Linked DNA regions of Ovis aries: region 2 is linked to region 1. A link is a contact called in public Hi-C data. All regions are on one chromosome and are shown on one strand. The core of a region is the stretch at or near the end of the contact, and the rest is flanking DNA. Distances in the headings are between cores, read along the strand shown.

Region 1 (4,905 bases), core at 1,643-4,142:
GGAAAAGCCTAGAACCTTGGCAAACAGACGTCTAGGTAGGGGTCAGGGAGTAGCAGGGAAGGTTCAAAGGAACTCCCACAGTGACTCAAGCTGGATTTCCCTCCAACCGTCAGGATGCAAGGCTGGTAGCTCAGACGGTAAAGAATCTGCCTGCAATGCAGAAGACTCAGATTCAATTCCTAGGTCAGGAAAATCCCTTAGGAAAAGGGAATGGCTACCCACTCCAGTATTCTTGCCTGGAGAATTCCATGGACACAGGAGCCTAGTGGGGTACAGTCCATGGAGTCACAAAGAGTCAGACACAACTGAGCAACTAACACACACAGACACACACACACACATACACACACATCACATATCTGATTTGTGGGTGGAGATTGCTCCACACTATATAGCAGGATGCGGCATAAATCATCTGGTAATATATTAGTCCCACTGCCTAATGTCCTTTTTGATGTTACTATGAGGAAACATCTTTCTTTTCTCTTTTTTTGTCCCTCAAATTCCCCACTGGTTTTTTATTTTAACAGTTTATTTATTTATTTGCCTGCAATAGGCCCTCGTTGCAGCATACAGGATCTTTAGTTGGGGCATGCAAACTCTTAGTTGTGGCATGTGGGATCTAGTTCCCCCAACAAGGGATCGAACCAGGCCCCCTGCATTAGGAGCACAGAGTCTTAGCCACTGAAACACCAAGGAAGTCCCACTTCTTTGTTTCTTATGCTGTCTTTGCCCTTTTTTCCAATCTCTTTTTCCCTTCCTGCTGCCCAAAATGTAGACATAACAAAGGCACAAGCAAGGATGATTTGGCTTGATCGGAATCATTCAAAGATGAAGATGCTCTCTTGAGCTTACCAAAACCATGCCCCCCAATCTAAGACATTTTCTGTCTTAGATTGCCTGTCTCCAAATGCCTGTCTCCTCTGGCCAGATTTCTCCATGAGGCCTGAAGAAGACGTGAACACTGAGGGAGATGATGAAGCTGAATCTCTGAGACTTTATAAGAAACTTCTAGAGAGGGCTAGTTCTCCATTAGCTAAATGTGGAACTGACCTGCGGAACTGACCCTGACTGCAACAGTACTTTTGAACAGGAGTGCAGGGAACTGGTTCTTTTGGGTCCTCACAAGGAGGTAGTATGGAGACTGGTAAGAAACCCCAGCATCATTAATCATCAAAGAAATGCCACTTGGCTGTCATAAGACAAATAATGAAAAAATGGGGCAAGTGACAGGGGCACTGAGACCCTGGTGGTATAGGGAGTCCCCTGCAGTGTTTAATTTAATGGGCAAGGAAAGGCCAATTTTCTCAAGGGCCTAAGGGTTTCAAAAACATTTTTCAATCGTATATTTTCATTTCAATGATAATTTCAGAAGAAAAAAAAAAGTGTCTACCAACTACAAGACCAAACTTCTCTTTTGCAGTGACAATTTGCAGTTGAAAGTTTACTAGGTCAGAATTTCCCAAATAGGGGTTGTTTTCTCCACAGTTCAGAGAATTTTTCTCCTTTAAAAGGGGGGTTCATACATTACACATGTTTAAGAAGCTGTGGTTTTCAGCACTGTCTTTTCAGGAAAGGGAAATCAAATTTGAATGTTCCCATGCTCTCCCATCAGTGTCTTTGTACCAGTTAACAACCAGACACACTTTGGAAAGCAGGGTTCTGGAAGAGCATGCAAGGCCTGGAGGAGGGGTGGTAGAGAATATGGAATAGCTGGGTGAGACATGAGGAACAGGACACTGATGCCAATGAGCAGAGGAGGACGTTGCAAAAAGCCTCTGGAGTACCATCTAACACTGTCAGGTGTCAGCCTCACAAATGGTCCGTGGGGACCCTGTGGCACCACCCAGAACTTGAGCTGCATCTACTAGGACAGCCTCGCACTCCTAGCCACTGTGTTCCTCCTGCCAAAGTCTGTACCAGCATCCCTTAAGCCCAAAACATTGGCTAGCCTGGGATTCCTGCTGTCCTCTCTCTAAACCCCACTTATTCTTCAAGGTTTACCTTTTCCCTGGCCTCTCCCAGTGTATCTTACTATCTATGCTACATACTTCATCACTTATCTATACACTGCTTGAAATGGTCACTGTTGATCAACCTACATTCCTCTTGTCTCCTGAAGAATTCTCATATGGGGAAGCCCTAGGAAAGCATCAGCCCATAATAATCTGTTATTTTCATTAACTACAAAGCACTTTGGGGCATATTTTCTTATTTTTACTCATATATCCATCCTATAAGGCAAATCAGATGGGAATTACTATAGATTTCTGTCAAGAAAAGGAAACTTTGGTAAATTATTATGAACCCATTTGTCAAATTCACAAGCATATTAACAAACTCTCTAATAGGCCAATCTCCATACTGGCCTGGGAGTCTCTTTGATCCTACATGATAAGCCATAAAATTTTTCTTCAAAAGAATGGCATACATCCTGGTCCAACATCCTCACTACTTGGCCTTCACAATACTCATCTGGGTTGCAATTTTGTAGTTATTTTGTGATCATGATCTTGCTGTAAAGTAGGTGTTTAATAAATATTTGCTGATGGATTCTACATCCTCCACTAGACTGTAAGTTTCATGAGAGAAATAACACATCTGTTTTGGTCATTAGCATCCCCTCAGCTCCCAAATAGTGTCTAGCACACAATAGGTCCTCATGAAATATTTACTGTTGAATGAACGATTTAGTCAATTAGTCAATGTCTAAATGCTCTTTTATGAAAAGCATTTGATATACCCACAAACACATTTCGTTTAAAAATCTTTTTGTCAACCCCCCCAAACCAGGGCAGTGAACCCAAAACAAAATAAAATTACTTCCAAGAAAATGAACTGTTCCCCAGTTGCAAATTGGCTCTAGATGCTGCTGCTTCACTCCCATTTACACTCTTTTCAGGCAGCTATTTCAGGTGATGGCATTATCATCGATGGAATTCAATAAAGTTACTGGCTTTCCCCCCCTCGATGTTTATTTTCTATAATCCGTCTTACAGCGGGAGACCATTATCCAGTCAAACAACGTTCAATTTCATCGGCATTACTGCTTCAAGGAAACATGCAGAGCGTTTGCACAAACGGGTGTGTAGTAAATTTAGTCTTTTAATAGGTTCATTCTTTATTAGGTATTTATTTCGGGAGGCAAAGCCCTAATTAGATTAAGTGGGGAAGCTAAAAAACTATGGAAACACACAGAGAGATTCCAGTATTAGATGGATTTGGTTTAGGTTTCCAGTTTTCCTTTTATTTTATTCTCTTCAGATGGCTGGAGAAATCCACACTGCAATCTCCAGTCCCTCAGATAAGAATTTGTGAAATGAAACCCAGCCAACATTTTGTGTAAGGAAGTCACATTTGTCTTTCTCCTACGCAAAGTTATTGTGGGACTGGAATCCAGGAAAAAGCAGCTCCCGGAGCCAATGGTGAACCCAATTTACTGTGGCAGATGAATATAACAAAGGTGGTGGTCTAGATGTTTGGCCTCAAGGCACAATTCAATTTTCAGCTGTTTCAAAGCTATTATGTCAAAGGCTGTTTGCATAAACATAATGTTGCCAGGGTAATCTTAAGGAAGGCAGCACTGGAGACGTCTGCCCTCTACTGCCCAAAATGGAAATAGCGTCTGGACATCTCTTCAATCCAGAATTGGACTACAAAAACGTCTATGATTCCACCAAATAATGGACCATCTCAGAACTTTCTGAAGTGTTTTTCTCAAGCTTTAAAACCAGATGTGATTATTCGGTTTTGTTTTGAGGGAGAAAATGAAGTAGACTGAGGATGTGATGAGTTGATTGATGATGTGGGAACCTAGAAGAAAGCTATTTCCCTTCTTAGAATCTAAAGGAAAATTCCCTTCACCCTCCCATCCACCCACACATATATATTTATATCATCACATTGATATTTAGTGTGTTTTTCAACACAGAAGAAACAGACAATGACTCACAGGAAACAAATCAATACATTTCAAAATGGACTAAAAATGTCACTATAATATATATATATAATGTTTATGAGGGGAAGAGTGGGAGAGGATATCTTTTCAGTTTCAAGTAAAAGTCTAGCTCCTTCTTTAGGTTTCTTCTCTTTAAGCTTTTTTTTTTTTTTTCAACAAAAACTATGCCAAGATCTATACTGTGTACTCCATACCCCAGAGAACAACTGTCAACATGTAAATATTTTTCCTTCCAAATACAGATAATTATTAACTGAGACAAGGGATAGGCCACTTTGGGGGAGAATATTTTAAGTAGGGTGCAACAGTGGCAGTGACCCCATATTCTGTAGCCTTCCAGGCTCCTCCGTCCATGGGATTTGCCAAGCAAGAGTACTGGAGTGGGGTGCCATTGCCTTCTCCGAAACAATGGGAAAGGTCACTGCAAATACATAGAAGGTATGTTCCAGGGGAAACTGCCCTAAACCCAGACTTGCATAAAGTCAGTCTTGAACTGTACTTGGAACAGAAAACTGCTCATTAGATGACGCTGGACCCAAGAATAAATCCTCGACTGGATTTTCTAAACTGATGTCCCTATATCCAGAGCTGTCCTTAAATGCTTTATTCTACAAATGGCCAAACCTTGTTCAAGTCACCGGACACAAGATGTTCCTTCGGCATGCCCAGGCCCCGAGTAAGGCCATGTACAAAGAGAGGACAACATGAAGAAATACATCAAAGTTACAGTCTAGTGCAGTTGATAGCTCAGGAAGAGAGACTGACATTCATTAGATTCATTAGACAATACCATCAAGTGATTAATTACAAAATGAGGAAGATTTTTTTAAATGATGTTCATAAGGCAGGTTTAATAGAGTACCTACACAAAGTCAGTCCCTATAATGGCAAAATATTTGTCTATAACAATAAAAATATCTACTACTTACAGAGTCTTGCCTCAT
Region 2 (4,905 bases), core at 823-3,322, 1.0 Mb before region 1:
GAGTCCTGAACACCGTTTACTGGAGCATAAAATAGAGATTCAGGAAGTTAAAGAGAGGGATATCTCTGTCTTTTGCCAGTGCTATCTGGGACTCTTGGATGGGAGGGTGGCCTCTGCATCCTGGTCCCCCTTCTTTGAAGGATCCCTTTAGAGAAGGCAGGGCAGGAAAGAAGGCAGAGTGGGCAGAGAGGTCCAGGAAGGGGAAGGGGTTGGCTCTAGATACCCTTTGGGCCTAAACTTGGAGTTTTGAGACGTTTTCAGCAGTCCAGGTTTCAATTATACAGTTAAATACTGTAGAGATGGATGTCCAGCCTTCCATTTTGCCTCTTCACAGATCTATAATCCTTCCAGTGTTTCCACCAACATATCCCTCAGGAACATCTACTTAATGCCTGGTAGAAGGTGTGGGGATCCTGCTGGGTCAAATGGATCTCTTCAAGAGCATCTTGGAGGAAGTGGCATTAGTTATGGTACCAGGGAAAAAGCTCAGCACATTAAGTGGTCCAAGTTAAGTGGTATGAGAGTGGGCAGGCTTTGTGCACAAGAGATAAAGCAGTGTTGAAGACAGTGGCCATGTATCCTCAGGCCTGAAATAGTCTTTCAACTAGTCTGGAAGTGGCTCTCACTTTCCTGCACTGTGAAGAGCACAAACCATAACTTCTGCCTGTCTCCATTCCATTCAACATGGGCATATGTACTTTTCTATCAATGACCCCATGAGCTTCCTAAATCAAAGGGCCAAGAAAGGCAGGCAGAAAGGGGACCTGGATTTCTGGCAGAGAATTTCCCCGAAGGAGCCTTTAGCAGATTTGGCTGCAGTCAGGGAGTTCCTTTGAGAGCAATGAAACAGAAGTTCACCATGTGCTTATTAGAGGTTACAACCTGCTAAAAAATGATGGGGTGCATTACCCAGAAACATCTAGCTATTTCCTTTGCCAGCCACAACCATATATGTTGAAAGATCTGAGGTAGGGGACCATTTCTTCTTCCCTTCCTTCTTCCCTCTTTCCCTCCCTTCATTCCCTCCTTCTCCAGATCTTTCTTTCTGGACAGGTCGCAGAGGCAGAAGTTGGGGGAGGGTTTGTTCAAGCTCCAATTTTAACAGAAAGAACAAGGAAGAGAGAAACCCTACACCAAGTAACTCATCAGAGACGTTGTTTTTGCTTTGGTAGTTACACTAAGGGAAGAATCTATTTGGGGGGCGGAGATGAGAGGGTGGGGATTGAACGCCAGCAAAATTTTAAAACGCAGCCTGGCACATCTACAGTGAGAGCATTCGTTCCACCGTTTACCTATCCATCCCGCAGAATGCGCCAAAGAAGTGAGCACGTGAGGCCAGTGCCTAACGCCGGCTGTCTCCAGGCAAGCGGCCCAGCGAGAAGTGTTTCAGAGACTTGACTAGAGGCAAAGCCCGGTCCACCTCTCTCTGGGGATCCACAGCGCTTCCCTTGCCCCGGCCCAGGGTCCACCCCTCTCTCCCAACGTGGAGGCAGTGCCCTCCGCGAGCTCCCAGCGCCGACCTCGCGCACCCATTTTTCCAACCCACCACCCCCTCCTCAAAGCGAAGAGGTGGGCACCTGGGATGCGCGTCCTGCTTTCTCTGCCCGAGCTCTCCCGTCTCCTCCACTTTTGCCCCCGACGTCCCAGAACAGCGGAGCAGGACACGACCCTGGGAGGGCGAAGCCTGTGCGCCTCGAGCGCGCTCAGAGCGCGGCGAGGATGCTAAGCGGACTGCAATGGCCAGGATGCAGACCCCAGCTCAAATCCCTGAGAAGAATATCCTCCTCCCCTTCCTTCTGTCTCCCTTCTGCCCGGCACTTCCCAGCTCAGCCCCGCTCCTCTGCAGCTCGGACGCGGGTACTCAACGATCCTTCGCTCGCCACTTTGCAAATAACTTTGGCCGGCTCCCCTGCGCCACCCGGTGAGGGATGTTAATGAGGGAGCGTGGCCCTGCGCTGAGAGCCCGGAGGCTCCGGGGCCGCGATTGGCTACGGCGAGGCGGAAGGATGACGTTATGCAAATGAAGGGGCGGGCCCTTGTGGCGCGGGCCCCGCCTCCTCCCTTTGGGGTTAGTGTGCTTGTGTTTAGCTCTGGGGAGAGTCAAACTGGATTCCATAGGGAAAGCCTGCAAATCACTTCTATTTTAGCAAGGAGAAAACAGAATCTCTATCTAGCAGGGTCCACCTCTCTCTCTCTCTCCCTCTCCTCTCCTCTCCTTTCCTCTTTCTGTCTTTCCCTACCCCCTCCCCCTTCCCCCCACCCTACTCTCCCTCTCTGGTGTATCTGTCTACGGCAACCAGCGTCCTCCTCATCTATACACGCTGAAAGGAAAGAAACATCTTTGGTTGGGAGAGAAGGAGGAAAAAAAAAGAGAGAGAGAGAGAGGAAAAACTTGCCTGGTTGTGGAAAATGACACTTGAAGTAGCAAAGCCGGCAGCGCGAGTTGAGTCTATTGTTTCTTAAATTGCCATCAGGGTTTTTTTTTTTTTTTTTTTTTTCTTCCTGCTTCTTCAAGTGAACGGTACCTCTACAAAAGGAAACTCCAGCCCCTCCTGTCCTTCACCGGCCTGTGATCATTACAAAAAAAAAAAAAAAAAAAAGCAAAAAAAAAAAAAAAGCAAAAAAAAGCACCCAAACCAAAAATTAACCAACCAAACAACCCCCAACAGCCAAGCACACATCTCTATTTTTTTTATTTTGGTCTTTTTGTTGGATTTTCCCTTCCTTTTCTCTCTCTCTCTCTCTCTCTCTCTTTTTGGGGGTTATCGCTCAATTTTGAGAGAAGGTTTACATTTTTTTAAAAATTTGCTTTCCAGCCCGCCTTGATCTAGCGCGAGTTCATCGACTCAAAAAAAAAAAAAAAAAATCTCTGGCTGGCGTTTTCTTTGCCTTTTTTTTTTTTTTTTCAAATTTTCAAGGGGGAGGAGATTTTCCACAAGAAAAGGTTGTTTTCATGTTTGGGATTCAGGAAAGCATCCAACGGAGTGGAAGCAGCATGAAGGAAGAGCCGCTGGGCAGCGGCATGAACGCGGTGCGGACGTGGATGCAGGGCGCCGGGGTGCTGGACGCCAACACGGCGGCGCAGAGGTGGGTACCGCTGGGGGACCGCGGCCGGGGAGGCAAGCCGCGAGCAGCAAAGCCGGGCGGCGGTAGCGGCAGTGGCCGCCGCGGGGTCGAGCCGCGCTCTAGCGTCTACGGCTGGGCTCTGCTAGCCTCCGGGGCTCCGCGCTCCCCGGCCGCCAGGTCTTGGTTGCCTGCGGCCGAAGAGCCAGGAGCTGCCTGCGAGGAGCCCACGATTTACCGGCACTTTACCCTGCCTGGTCTGTGACTGTTTTCATTTTGTTTTAAGCCAGAAGAGGCTCTCACCAGCGTGATGTTGGATATCTGTGTTTTTCTGTGATTGCTATTTCTTTTCTGGCCGGCTGTCTTTTCTTTCTTTCCTTTCATTTTTTTCCGCTTTTCTGTCATTTATTTGCCTTTTTTCATTTCTTTGCTTCTTCTTTGCTTTCTCTTCCTCTTTCTTCCTTTCCTTCCTCCTCTTTTTCTTTCTTTTTACCCTTTTCTCTCACTTGAAAACTTTCTTTCCTTCTCCTTCCTTTCCTGCTCCCTCTCTTCCTCCCTTTCTTTTCTTTCTTCCTCCTTTCCTTTCTTCACTTCCTTTCTTTCCCCCTTTCTTCTCCTTCCTTCTTTTCCTTCTTTCCTGCCTCTTCTTTCTTCACTTTCTCCCTCTTTCCTCTTTTCCCCTTCTCTTAACTCCTTTTCTCTTTACATTTCCCCCTAGAATCATCTTATTTCTCCTCTGATGCTCCTTTCCTCTTTGTAGTTTTCAGTTTTTCTTGGTCCACCCGGAGAAGAGCAACTCCTAACTTTAATTCTGACATCTTCTGAAAGTCTTCCCGACAGTCTGTAACTATGGCCCCTTCTAAGCCCCTCTGCCACTCTCAGCTCCTGGGATGCTCGGTTGTATGGCCTGGAGGCACTGCTCCAGGAGACTGACCTGGGGGAACTTTCCCCGGGCACCCTCTGTGCCCTTTCTGGGGACTCCTGGTCCCAACTGAGAAATGGTCCCCCCTTTTTTCAGGCCACCATTTGGGCTTGGGAGAGTGGGAGATATGGTGGCCCAAGACTCTATCCCGCCCAGAAAGAGCGGAAGGGGAAGAAGGAAGATGACTAATTACATCATCCTCATCTTCTCCGGGCTGGGGACAAGTGTCCACAACACTGTTCCCGTCCCCAGTGATAATAAGGATGGGGGTGGTTGGTAGTGAGAGTGAGTTGGGTAACCGGGCTAGAAGCGAAAGTGTGTGTGTTTGTTGTGTGTGGCGCGTGCGTGTGTGCGCGAGCCCTTGTGTCCGGGCAGGTCGAGCTGTCAGTGGCCTCACTGAGCCCCTGGCGCCCCAGGCGCCCCAGGCTCCAACCCCCGGGAGGGCGCGCTCAGCCGTCAGCCCTTGTTCATAGGATTTCTGGAAAGCGTGTGAGGATTTCTGCGAACAGTAAAACTTTGTCAGGACAGGTCTTTAAAAAAATCAATTCCCTTTCCCACAGCGACCACCCCTGACGGCTCTGAGTTCCACCCGCAGGTCCTTTTCCTCCACATGCTTTCCTTGGGGGGGTGGGGGGGACATGCAGCTTCCCGATGCCGGGCATCCGCGGCTGTCCCGGGGGCACATAAGGTTTCCCGGAGGATGGCTGCTGCAGCGAGGAGCTGAGCATATTCCCCTCCATTCTCTCCTGCCCACGGGAGACTCGAGGGGGTGGCGGGAACCAACTCCCATCCCACCCTCTAAGTTGTCAGCGGCCGTCTCTATGCCGCGATCGGGTTCCCCTCAGCCACCGCTTCTTTTCTTACTCCCCTACGCAGCGGAGTCCAGTCGGAATAAATGCGTACAGCGTTTTATCTCTTGT

Evidence for each region. A called contact is a pair of places that touch in the nucleus more often than the background predicts.
Region 2: a Hi-C map of tail adipose tissue shows a contact between it and region 1, with 6 times the contacts expected there. The contact joins the promoter of EBF1 here to the enhancer-like site in region 1. A contact is called at or near these places in 7 of 16 Hi-C or Micro-C datasets (hypothalamus, liver, muscle and 3 more).

What each region holds. Positions count from the first base shown.
Region 1 is chr5:67,232,663-67,237,567 of ARS-UI_Ramb_v3.0, reverse strand. No RefSeq gene overlaps it. Among named protein-coding and RNA genes, the nearest start is that of CLINT1, 200 kb to the right of the region's middle. Within about 2 kb of position 2,892, at least 5 of the 54 cell types and tissues checked have an H3K27ac peak or open chromatin away from gene starts, as enhancers often do. A contact at or near this core is called in liver and tail adipose tissue, where this site is marked.
Region 2 is chr5:68,272,689-68,277,593 of ARS-UI_Ramb_v3.0, reverse strand. It overlaps EBF1 (EBF transcription factor 1), which reads left to right and starts at 2,072. Exons shown (of 16, transcript XM_012178874.5): 1 at 2,072-3,087. The coding sequence starts at 2,954. It overlaps LOC121819668 (a long non-coding RNA gene), which reads right to left and starts at 1,898. Exons shown (of 3, transcript XR_009600725.1): 1 at 1,578-1,898.